Linked DNA regions of Sus scrofa: region 2 is linked to region 1. Evidence: chromatin contacts called from public HiChIP or PLAC-seq data. All regions are on one chromosome and are shown on one strand. Each heading gives the region's core, a stretch centred on a gene start, on an enhancer-like site or on the middle of the called end of the contact. The rest is flanking DNA. Distances are from core to core; before and after follow the strand shown.

Region 1 (5,533 bases), core at 2,425-4,924:
TGAGTTCCCTGATGGCACAGCGGGTTAAGGATCTGGCGTTGTCACTGCAGTGGCTCAGGTTGCTGCTGTGGCTCGAATTTGCTCCCTGACCTGGGAACTTCCACATGCCTTGGGTGCAGCCAAAAACAAAACAAAACAAAACAAAACAAAAAACCCACAAAAAAAGATTTAAAGAGAAAGATGATGTGGTGATGCCACCCTCCCCAGACTCAGATGTAGACCTGGAGACCTTCCCCCTGCACAAGTCTGAAGTTTGCCACTGTGCCCAGCCTCAGGTGGCCCCTCCTTCCTGGGGAAGTCCAGCTTCACGCTGCCCTTGCCCTCCGGGCTCCATCCGGTCCCACTGACTCAGCGGGCCTGGCTCGCAGGTGCACAGCTCGGGTGGAAGGGGCAGCCGGTCTGTTCCTGCTGAAGAGTTTTTCCCTAACGTGAGCACAGTGGGCTGGCGGGAGATGGGCCTTAGAGCGGAGTCAAAATTGTACCACATGACTTCAAACGAAAATCAAATTAACAAAATTCACCGAAATGTTCACGGTGGCTGCCTTTGGGTGAGGGACTGTTTGTGTGCTGGCTGCTCCTTTGGATTTCTGGATGTTATCATTTCTTCTCACTGGGGACACGTACTTATTTTGTAATGGGAGTGAAAGAGCTAAGCAAAAGAGGCTGGAATGTTTCACACACAATGGCATTCTAAACAAAGACGAGGTATTTGTGACCCAGAGACCCAGGGAAGGAACATCAAAGTGAATGTTCTCTTGCAGGCACCCGTCACATAGTGTTCCCTCTCGGCGGGTGGCAGTGGCCTGGTTGGTGCCAGGTAGAACCCCTGAGTTCTTAGGTCTGCAGGGGTGCCCCTGTGGGTAATTATAATACAGACATCCAGTAGGCACTTTTTGATCACGCTAATAGTGGACTCTATTATTATCACGCCCATTTTAGAGACCAGAAAACGTCTTTTCTTTTTCTTTTTAGGGCCACATCTGTGGCATATGAAAGTTTCCAGCCTAGGGGTCGAATTGGAATTGTAGCTGTGGCATTGGCAGCGATGCAGTCTTGAACGCCACAGCCACAGCAACTCCCCAGCAATGCCACAGCCACAGCAACACAGGATCCCAGCCTCATCTGCAACCTGTGTCCCAGCTTGCAGTAACGCAGGATCTTTAACCCACTGAGCAAGGCTCCGGGAATCAAGCCTGCATCCTCGTGCATATGAGTCAGGTTCTTAACCAGTTGAGCCACCATGGGAACTCAGAGACCAGAAACCTGAGGCGTTTGAGGAACCGGACAGGTGGTGAGAGCTGGGACGTGAATGCAGGCAACACCACGGCACCATTCTGCCTCTTGGAGGAGCAGACATCCAACTGGGACCTGCGGAAGGCAGGCAGGCCCCGGGGAGGGGGAACCCCACAGGGGGCTGACGGTGCTCGGTCCGGGCTGGTCCAGGCGGCTCTTGACCACAGCACAGCCAGCGAGAGAGAGCCTGGGAAGGGTGGGGGCTGATGCTGTCCTGGTCTTCCTGCAGCGTGCTGGACATCTTCCCCACCGTGGTGGCCCTGGCCGGGGCCAGCTTGCCCGGGGACCGACACTTTGACGGTCTGGATGCCTCTGAGGTGCTGTTTGGCGGGGCGCCAGCTGGGCACAGGGTAAGCAGAGAAGGTATGTGTCCTACGTGGGCTTTTCAGGAGGTTGGCCTGTCGCCTCTCATTGGGGCCTGCCTGCCTTTGTGCAAACAGAACCATCCTCAGGAGATATACGTGCTGCCGAAGATGCATTTTGACAACCCCCGAGGAGTGACTCCTTTGAGATGAACCCCTCTTTCCACTCCCCCCCCTTTCTTCCCTAATTAATCCCCTGGCTCAACCCAGATTCCCCCCCCCCCTTTTCTATGGCCACAGCTGCAGCATATGGAAGTTCCTGGGCTAGGGGTCGAATTGAAGCTGCAGCTACCAGCCTACACCACAGCCACAGCAACACAGGATCCTTAACCTACTGAGCGGGGCCAGGGGTCGAACCTGCATCCTCATGGTTGCTATGTCAGGTTCTTATCCCACTGAGCCCCAACGGGAACTCCTCAATCCAGATTTATATGTAATAGTCTGGCTTAGGGTGGCCGTGCATTGGTGCTTATTCCCTGTGACGAATGATTTTTTTTTTTTTTCTCACCACGAATTAATTTTCTGACAGGATACAGGCACATGGCACATTTTTGTTGGATGCGGTGCGTGACCAGGGCTTGTGGGTTGTGTATGGTGGGGCTCCCCCGTCAGAATGGAAAGCTTCCGAGGGCAGGGTTCTCGCCGTGGAATTCTCAGTACAGGTGACACAGTGTCTGGCATCCAGCCGGCATGCAATAAGCTCACATTGAATGAATGAATGCATGAAGGATGAATGAATGAAAGACCTCTTGCCCTTGACTTTTCCTGGCTCCTAGAGGGCTGAGCACACGCACGGCTCTCCAGCCCCCAGTGTCCCCTGCTTCCGTGTGCTCTGAAGCCTTCGGTGGCAGCGGCAGCCAGGAAGGGTCGGGCCTGATGGCCTTTCCCTGTCTCTCTGTGTGTTTTACTTTTGCCAAAAGGAAGAGGAAGTGGGAGGAGGGAAGGAGGCCTGCGGAACCCGGAACCCCCTCTGGAAGGCCCGGTGAGCCCGGCTTCTCAGTTAGGGACCCACACATCAAAGGGTCTATTTCTGGCTTTACCGGGGGTCACAGGGAAGTGAGTCAAACGGACGGTGGCAGTTCCTGGAGCTGCCCTTCCCGGCAGCTGGCACACGGGTGCAGAGTGGGCCCCCTCGGAGGCTCTAGGGGTGGTCAGACGATGCCCGGGGTGGCCCCCCGAGAAGGACTGCTCCTCCCGGCCTCTCGGACCCCCTCCGAGCTGCGGACCCCTCCAGGCAGAGCCCTGCTCCCGCACCCCAGCCAAGCAGGAAGGTGGTTTCCGCCCCTGGGCTGCGAGTGTGCAGTATGTGACCCTGGGGGGTGACTGAGGACGTCAGCGGAGAGGTGCTCCCGAGTGTTTATGACACGGCTGCTAATAGAATAATTGGGGTCACCAGGAAGGGCTTCGGGGACTGCGGTCTCCTTGACGTTGTCCGGCCCCCGGTGGAAGCCAGCTCCTTGGCGCGGAACTTCCGCTTTCCGAGGCGAGAAGGCTCGCTCTCTTTCTCAAGTTGCCGCTTTCTGCAGACGCCTGGAGGCCCCTGCTTTGGGGCTTAACAGTTACTGGTCTAGGCCCCGATGGGGTTGGGCCCGGGAACTGGGTACGAGAACCAGAGAGAAGCCACAAGGCCGTTTGGGGTTTTTGTGGGGATGGATGATGGGTGGTGATGCAGCTGGCCTCGGGCGGATTCGCTCCCTAACCACACCCCGTGGCCCAGAAGGAAACAGCCGTGCTTACCACCTGCCAGAAGCTGCCGACGAGATCTTCAAGAGAGAAAGCGCCTGGGTGCTGGCACCTGTGGCCGTGTCCAGCCTTGGAGAGTGCTAGACCCCTGTCATGCAAATGAAGATGCTCGAGAGGCGGGCATAGGTTGCCAGTGGCCCTGAATTTGCCCTTGGTCTTTTCTGGTCAGCCCCAAAAGAGACGAGAGGAAATCGAATTTGATGAAGGGGGGCCAGGGGGTAAAAATATGAGTGATAACAGACACACACACCCATACATGTGTGTATACATACATACGCACACGTAAGTCTTTAATAAACACAACTCGTGTGTTCACTCTTGGCGACATCCGGGGCTCGTGACATTCTAACAAGGGTGGGTTTAGAAAACCATTCCAGTTTCAAGAAACTCCAAGTAACTCCTCGATCGTCATCTCAGAACAATATGCAAATACATCTCAGCAACGGGGTTCTTCCCTCTTTTGCAAATGAGTCACGGAAAGTGGAAGAGCTAAAGCAACCTGGGCCCCGGGTACCCTCTGGCAAAGCCTCACCGCCCCCACCCCAGGCCCCATTGGGAGAGGTTTACAAGCAAATAATGGGCTACTGGGTTTCCTGCTGAATGATCTTCTCACCACCCCCTTCGTGGGCAGCTACAGCTGTGGGGTCTGCGACATTCAAAACCAGTAGCCGCAGACACCATGCTGCAAGTTCCTGCATCTGCTTGGCCTTCTGCTGCCGACCTCGAGCAGTGAGAGATACCGCAAGGAGGGACAGGGGAGCCGGGCGGGGGAGGGCACACAGCTTGGCACCAAGTATCCTACTTTGTGCTTGTCTGGCTCCCAGAAGAAGGCGGAGATTGTAATGTCAAGTCCTCTCTCAGCCCCAGGTTGCCATGGCCAAGTCTGAAAATTGTCAGCCAAGGAAAGGCTTCCTTAATGGCTCTGCATCCATCCAGCCCAAACCAGTCTGGGGCTACGTGGGTCTTACAATGCTCGGTAAGTCCCTGGAGGTGGTACTTTGAGGAAACAGAGGCTGGGGCTTAGTCTCTGGAACACGGATCACTTCTCTTAGGGAGAAGGGAGGCCCCTAGTGGTGAAAGATGCTGTCCGGAGTGGTGGCCAGTGGCTGACCACTTTTGGAGAACTGGAGCCGTGAGCTCCCACCTGCTGGGGTCAGAGACCCCTGCTTCTGGGGAAGCTGCATCAACACCAGCCTAACGCAAAGAGACGCCCCCTGCTTGAAGCAAAACAAAACAAAACAAAGCCAACAGGTGAGAAAGACCACTGAGAAGATGCAACATGTTTGCAGAAGATAAAGTTATCTTTGAAATTTGGAGCGAGTGTCCTCTGGAGAGGAAATGTCTTCAGCTGTGATTCATGTGTAAATTCACCAGCCTCCTTCCTATGTTGATATAAACAAGAACGCCATAGTCAGTCTGCCCGAAGGGGAAAGAAAGGCATATACAAGTTTTCCAAAGTCCATCCACGTTTCTGAGAGTGAGCCACTTTGCTTCCTCTTGGATTTCGGAAGTGGTGCCTGGTAACGCTGGATAAATATCCTGAACGTGGCAGCCCACCCTTATGGATTTTCTGTTACTGAAACTCAAATAACGTCTGTGATTGGAACCGGCGGACCTTGACTCCCATCTTCTGGGTGTCTGAGGACATCATAGATCAGTTGACAATAGATTTTTCCAAGTCTCCCACTTCCTGCCCTTTCCAGAAGGAAACAAAACAGCCTCCTGCGGTGAGAGGCTTGGCTTCCTGCAGGGTTGGAAGAAGTGAGGGTTTTGAGTTGCGACTTCTTTTCCTGTTTGGAAGAAGCCTGCTGCCATCACACTGGGGGTGGGGTGGGGGTGTACTTGCAGGATTGTCACGAGAGCACGGAAGCAGCAGGTGTGGGAGGAGCCCCACCCTCACTGGCATCCTTTCAGAGCCGGGAAACTTGGGGGGACAGCTGTTTACTGCTGCAACAGATGTTTCTCATTTTTTTTTTTTTTTTTTTTTTTAGCTCCATGGAAACTTTGAATCACATAAGCGCCTTTCCAGCGATATATATCGGTCATGATTCATACCAGGGCTGGTCTCACGCTTCCAGCCTCAATCCACCAGCTTACTGAGGATGCTAGTCATTTGTTTTCTACCCAACCTTGCC
Region 2 (5,832 bases), core at 3,272-5,771, 93 kb before region 1:
TTCCCAGCAGGGAAAGCAGTTGATCTAAACCTCCAGCAACTGAGGTTTTCACAAGACCCCTCCTTCATCAGACTTTGGAAGTTTCACTCCGCAGATGAGGCAGCTGGGGCCAAGGAGTGACCACTGTCCTGGGCTCAAGATGGACCAGGAAAAAAAAAAAAAAAAAAAAAGAGTAGGTGCCTGTGCTGGCTTTAGAATTGTGTTCATCTCTAGGGAGGGGGGCTAGGAGGGCAGGAGGGAGAGGGGCGCTGGTGAGCCCACGGCTCAGGTCCTCTGCCTTCGCCAGCCCAGCTCATCCCCCGAGATCAGGCGGAGCCTCTGAGCTTTGCCTTTCGAAGCCCAGGACTCCTTTACTGGTCTCCTAACAGGGTCTGCATGTGGGTACCAGTCATCTTTTTGAAAGGCTGCATCATCATGACATTTTTCTGCTCAGACTTTTGCAGCGGCTTTTCCTCTTTCTTGAGGATAAAATCCCGACTTTCCTGTCCTTCTAACTGAACCTCTGCACCACCACCCCCTGATCTCTGCAGCCTTATTTCTTCCAGTTCTAGGACTTGATTCGCCTGCCGAGGCCAACTTGGACTTCTCCCTGCCTTCTGGTCTCCAACCCCCTAGCCTGGAGCCAGGCCCATTCCGCAGGCTGAAGACCCCGCTTCAGCAGGCACCTGCGAGGCCCTGCTCCATCAAATCCCCCTACTCCATAATGCCTCCTCCAATCAACTCCACCTAAGGGCTGAGAAATGCTCTCTTGACCTCCGTGTGTAAGAAGGTCTGTGAGAACGCTTTCACCACATCGCTGTGTGACCTGGAGAAAGTCACTGCACCTCTCTGGACCTGAGGGCCTCCCAAGTCAAAGCGGGAGGCTGGCCTTGGGAATCCTTAAAGCTCCACCCAGCTTTGGCAGCTGATATGTTTGTATTGGGCACTGAGTTCTCAATCACCTGATTCCTCAGGCCAAACCTGGTGGCCCCAGGAGAACTGGGAGCTAGGAGGCAAGTGCACATGCCAGCTGGGTCCTGCAGACGTGGGTGTAAAGCGGTTGGACGTTGGTTAGAGCTGATCTCTGACAGCTGGCTAGGAGGTGGTGGCTGGCTGATGACTCTACTTCTGTTTACTCTCTGAGCTCCTTCTGGGTGTTTAATTCCCCCCCCCCCTTTTTAAACTTTGCTTTCCATCTATGCTGGTCCCCCGAAGCTAGATGCAAATATAACTTCCACCTGCATTCTTTGGTTTTGGGAGGACAGCTTTTTTGTTATTCCTGGGAACATCATAAAGAAAAAATGACCCCGCCCAATCCATTGGTATTCCAAAGTTTGTGCCTTCATCACCCTAAAGCATCCTGTGCCCTAGGATGCTTAGCTTTGAAGAGCACAGTACAGAATAATAATAGAATAACCTGGTTTCTAGAGCCTGTGGTTGAGAACACTTTGTACACAGGGCAGTCCGCCGCTCTTTCTAGACCCAGTGCTGGGGAGAGTGTTTGGCATATAGTACGTGCTCAATGAAAGTTCACTGAACACAGGATGAGTCTTGGGGCGCCCCTGAAGAAGCGCATGGCTCTAGCATGGCAGAACCCACTGAGGAAGTCCCTGCTCGCAGAGTAAAGCCTTCTCTGGACTTTCCATTCATCCAGCAGGCCAGCTGACTTAACAAACGTCAGCCTCTGCAAACAAAGCAGGCAACTAAGGCCTATGGCTTAGAAGGCTCTGAATTCCAGAATATGGAAATATCTTTTGGTTTTAGGAGGCAAGAGAATTTATCTCATGGGAAGGGATATTGGTTTACGGTGTGGGGACAGGGCTAGTGAAGTAAGCTGGGTGCCCCTGTGACCTCATAAGAATCACTCTGCTCCTTGACTTTCAGTGTCACCAAGGGATGAGCAGGGGCATTGAACCTGACTGGGTTAATCTCTTCCTGCCCTAAAAAATCTACATTTCTCTGATAGCCTTTGAACTCTGACTTGCTCTAAGGTACCCTTTCATCTTTCTCAATTCATGGTGAGGCCTTTGACGAAAGGCCCACAGGTCTGTCTTCATGAGGCCCTCATGCATTATTTGTTGAATTTCTCGTTGCCATTAACTGGCTGTATGATCTTGGGAAAATGACTGAATTCCTCAATGTCGTCTTCTGTAAATGCAGGGTTGAAATTCCGTGGTCTTGAGGGTAAAATGCTGTGATTCTGAACAGGGGTTCCTGGCAGACTTCACCTTAATGGTCTCCCAAAGGAAACGTAATGACAATACACTGGGCAGTTTGGAATATTTCCTATGAGCATTTGGTTGTCTAATCTTAAATAAATGAATATTCGGCCAAGGCTTGGAAATTTGCTCTAATCTGGGAATTTCACTGTGATTTGATTTGTTGAGAAAAACTTTGCCCTGGAGGCATGAAGAATGCAAAATATCGGGCTATTAGAGACCATCCGAGTGTTACTCTAGGGTCAGTTCAGAGCAAAGTTCAAAATGCAGGCTTTGGATGGAAGTGGTGATGGCTGCGGCTGTAAGCAAAGCCTCAGCCAACGCACTGCCAATCTCCATTCTTCTTAAAGGCGTAGCCTGGAGAACAGCTTCCGACAAGCTGTTTCCAGCCATAGTTGTCAAAACCAGTCTGTATTTAGGTGAAGTTCATTTCAATTCTCTCTTTCCAAAAAACAAACAAACAAGCAAACAAACAAAAAAAAAACCCCAAAACCTAACCTGGATAGCGGCCCTCAGCAGCTTTGAATCATCCGATAGAGGCATTTCACCCATTTTTACAAGATCCTAATGTTGAAACCTGAGCCCCTAATTTAAGTGTCCTGCTCAGGAGTTCCACTGAGGAACATCCTTTTTGGGAAACCACAGAGGAAAACTCCGGGTTAGTGGTACTCATTAAGACAGAAGGAGCTTTTCCACTTGGCTGCGTTGTTTATTTACATACTGTAACTTTCTATCTTGGACACTCTTCCCTTAATTATGAGAAGAGGTATTTCTATATTCACCAGGCAGGATGTCATATGGGCCCCCCAAATGCCACCTACTGGTGCTTGGGACAAGAGGAGATGCAGCACTTAGCGATTTCTGCATAGCACTTGGTCATTTTTTTTTTTTTTTTTTTTGCAAACCAGACCCTCCATTGACTAGGATGCGAAAAAATAATAACTGAGAAATCTCATTCCCAGGGTAGAAACCGTCTCCTTCAAGAAAGAGCTGGCACGTCTATAACTGCAAACAAAACCAGCTTCCAGGTTGACAAGTTGTAATTGCTCTTCCCCAGTTGGCTCCGGGGAGCTTTTCCTAAGACTAGCGCCCCTTGGTTTGGTGACATTCATTTAACGTGCCACTTAACAAACTTCTATCACCTGTCTGATGGGGGTGGTGGGGGAAGGTCGTGGGTTTTTGGTTTTTTTTTTTTAAGAAGCAAGGAAACAAAAAAAAAAAAAAAAAAAGAAGAAGGAAATAACCCATTTCCTCGGTAAAACCATCCTCCCCGGTTATAGAACGGCTCCGCTACACGGGCGCTTTCCTGTGGTCCGCAGCCGCGGAACCTTGGAAGTTGAGCGGGACCAGCCGTCAGCCACTGACAGCTCTGACTGACGGTCAAGGTTGACAACCTGCTCTCTGCAGGGAAATCGCTGCCTTTCCGTCGGCCGCCCCGGGTGTGTGTCTGTCGGGTAGGGGGAGACCGGGAACCCCACTTTCCCTCGCGCTGCCGCCGTGGCCGCCCTGCGTGCGCGCGCGAGCCTGGGGAAGGTACCTCTGACATTTCGCTCTTGTGACGCGCAGGCAACTTCATGCGGAAAATCCATGCTGGGGGCCGAGCGCGGCGGCGGGGACTCGCCCGACGGCCCGGAGCCCCTAACCGGGACGGGGGCACTCAGAGACCAAAGCTGCCTTTAGGTAGTTTTCGGACCCCAGCTGTACTGGGGCCACCGACATGCAACTCCAGGCTGCCCACACTGGCTACAGCGCGTCATCCCGGTGGCCCTGACCATTCCCAACTGTCAGAGAGAAGATTATTAGGAATAACCTCTCCAAAATGTTAAGCTGTTAAGTGGTTTCCTCCTCCTCCCTCCAACGACCCCCCTCAAAAAAAAAGCTCCCAACACAGATTAAAAAAAAAAACACCCACACCCCACCATCAAACTTTTAAACATGTAAAATCATAAAACCAACTCACCAAGTTAGAAGGGAAGAGAATAAACCCCAAAAGGCTCCCAATAAGGCGGAGGCTTGGCCTCCCCCTCCTTATAAGCCGCTCGGGAACATGAGAAAGGATTAACCCCTTAGGGCGTGGGCCCGAGCCTATGGCAAGTTGGCTCGGGTGGGTGAGCACCCGGCGCCCGGCCCACCGCGCCCGGGCCCCGGGCCCCCACCCGCTCCTGCTCCTGGGGCACCCTGGCCGCGCCCCCCCGCCCCCCTCCCCAGCCGCCTGCGCCCCGGCCGTGCGTGCTGCTGCCCGCGCCCCGGCCCCGCGTTGCTGCCTATCTCTTATCCTATACCGGCTGTAGCCGGTCTCCGCCGGCCTCGGGGGCGCGCCGCCGACCATGTGCTGCGAGCGCGGAGCGCCGCCGAGGGGGCCGGCCTGGCGTGCGCGCGCCGGCCCACGTGGACGAGGCCGTGTCGGGCACGCGCGCGCCCAGAGCCGGGGCTGAGGGTCACGGAAGGTAACTGCGTCGCTGTCCTAGACCTGCCTGCCACGGGGTCTCCCGGGACTGCTCCCGCCCTCGCCGCCGGGAGCCCGCGCACGCCGCCCCCAGCCCTCTCCAGCTCCGCGCATCTCTGCGCGCCTGGCTGGACTGTAAGCCGGGCGCTCGGCTGCACTGTAAGCCGGGAGTGCTGGCGCGGGCACTTCTGGCCGGGCGAGCGGGGTCCCCCGGAGCCGCCTCCCTTCTCGCAGGCCCGGGCGCACCCCAGGCTTAGCCCCGATCGCGCCCGCGCCCAGAGGGTTTGGGCTCGCCGTTGCGGCCGCTCCGCGCCCGCCCCGGGCGGAACAGGTTCCTTCCAGTTTGGGTGTGAGCTGCGCGCGCGGCGCCGCGGACCCCGAGTTCCTCCTCCAGCGCCCACTTCCCCCGATTTCGTCAACTCGCGCACCCCTGCTGTTCCCCTTGGCGGGGTGGGGTGGGGTGAGGGAGTGTCGCAGTGGGCCCCAGCGAGTGAGCCGCCCGGCTACCACGGGTGCTTTGCCTTCCCCCCTTTGCTGCAACAGCAACAGCATCGCGTTGCGCGAAAGGGATGTGTGTGAGCGGCCGGGCTGAGTCAGCATCCCCGGCCCGGCGCGCGCGCGCTTCCTGCCCGCCAGGCGGGAGGCGAAGTCCACACAGGTGCACAGCTGCCTAACTCGCGGGGCGCTCCTTCACGAGAGGGACCAGGACGTTGAGGGGGCACATGCCCCTCGTCCTGTAGTCCCGGACCCCAAGGTCACCGTGAACTCAGCAGGTGATGCACGGGACAACTCAGTTATGAGCTCGTCAAGGGAACCAAGCAGTGTGTCGGGTCCCAGGCATTTCGGAGTCCTCGGGGGCGCAGACTCAGCTTGCCGGTGCCCACCTCCCACCCTCAGGGCCTGTTTAAGACCTGCTCTGAAGCAAAAGCCTCATTCTCCACATAACCCCTGCCGACTTCGGCATCGGCTGCTCCCTTCATTGGGGTTTGGAGAATGTGCTTCTGAAATCAGAAACTCAAGAACGCCTGGTTTGGGAGTGCGGGCACGGAGGGTCGTCACCAGGACGATGATCTGAATCAATAAAAATCCCTTTGCAGTCGCTGCCTGATTTCTCTTACGAGTTTGCGCTAGAGTCTCTGAGTTAAATGCCATGCTGTGTTGTTAAGGCTGGCCTGGGTTAGGGGAGCA

What was found. HiChIP or PLAC-seq counts read pairs in DNA pulled down with a chosen protein or histone mark.
Region 2: an H3K27ac HiChIP or PLAC-seq map of alveolar macrophages shows a contact between it and region 1. The contact joins the promoter of SLC16A6 here to the enhancer-like site in region 1. A contact is called at or near these places in 6 of 47 Hi-C or Micro-C datasets (alveolar macrophages, blood, embryonic fibroblasts and 2 more) and 2 of 2 datasets of contacts at active chromatin or transcription factors (alveolar macrophages and skeletal muscle).

The regions. Positions count from the first base shown.
Region 1 is chr12:11,762,527-11,768,059 of Sscrofa11.1, reverse strand. ARSG (arylsulfatase G) reads left to right here. Exons shown (of 12, transcript XM_021066718.1): 10 at 1,523-1,643. Among named protein-coding and RNA genes, the nearest start is that of WIPI1, 50 kb to the right of the region's middle. Within about 2 kb of position 3,674, at least 33 of the 83 cell types and tissues checked have an H3K27ac peak or open chromatin away from gene starts, as enhancers often do. A contact at or near this core is called in alveolar macrophages, fetal liver, liver and 1 more, where this site is marked.
Region 2 is chr12:11,856,521-11,862,352 of Sscrofa11.1, reverse strand. SLC16A6 (monocarboxylate transporter 7) reads right to left here and starts at 4,521. Exons shown (of 6, transcript XM_013989910.2): 1 at 4,159-4,521. All of the region lies in intron 1 of ARSG (arylsulfatase G), which reads left to right.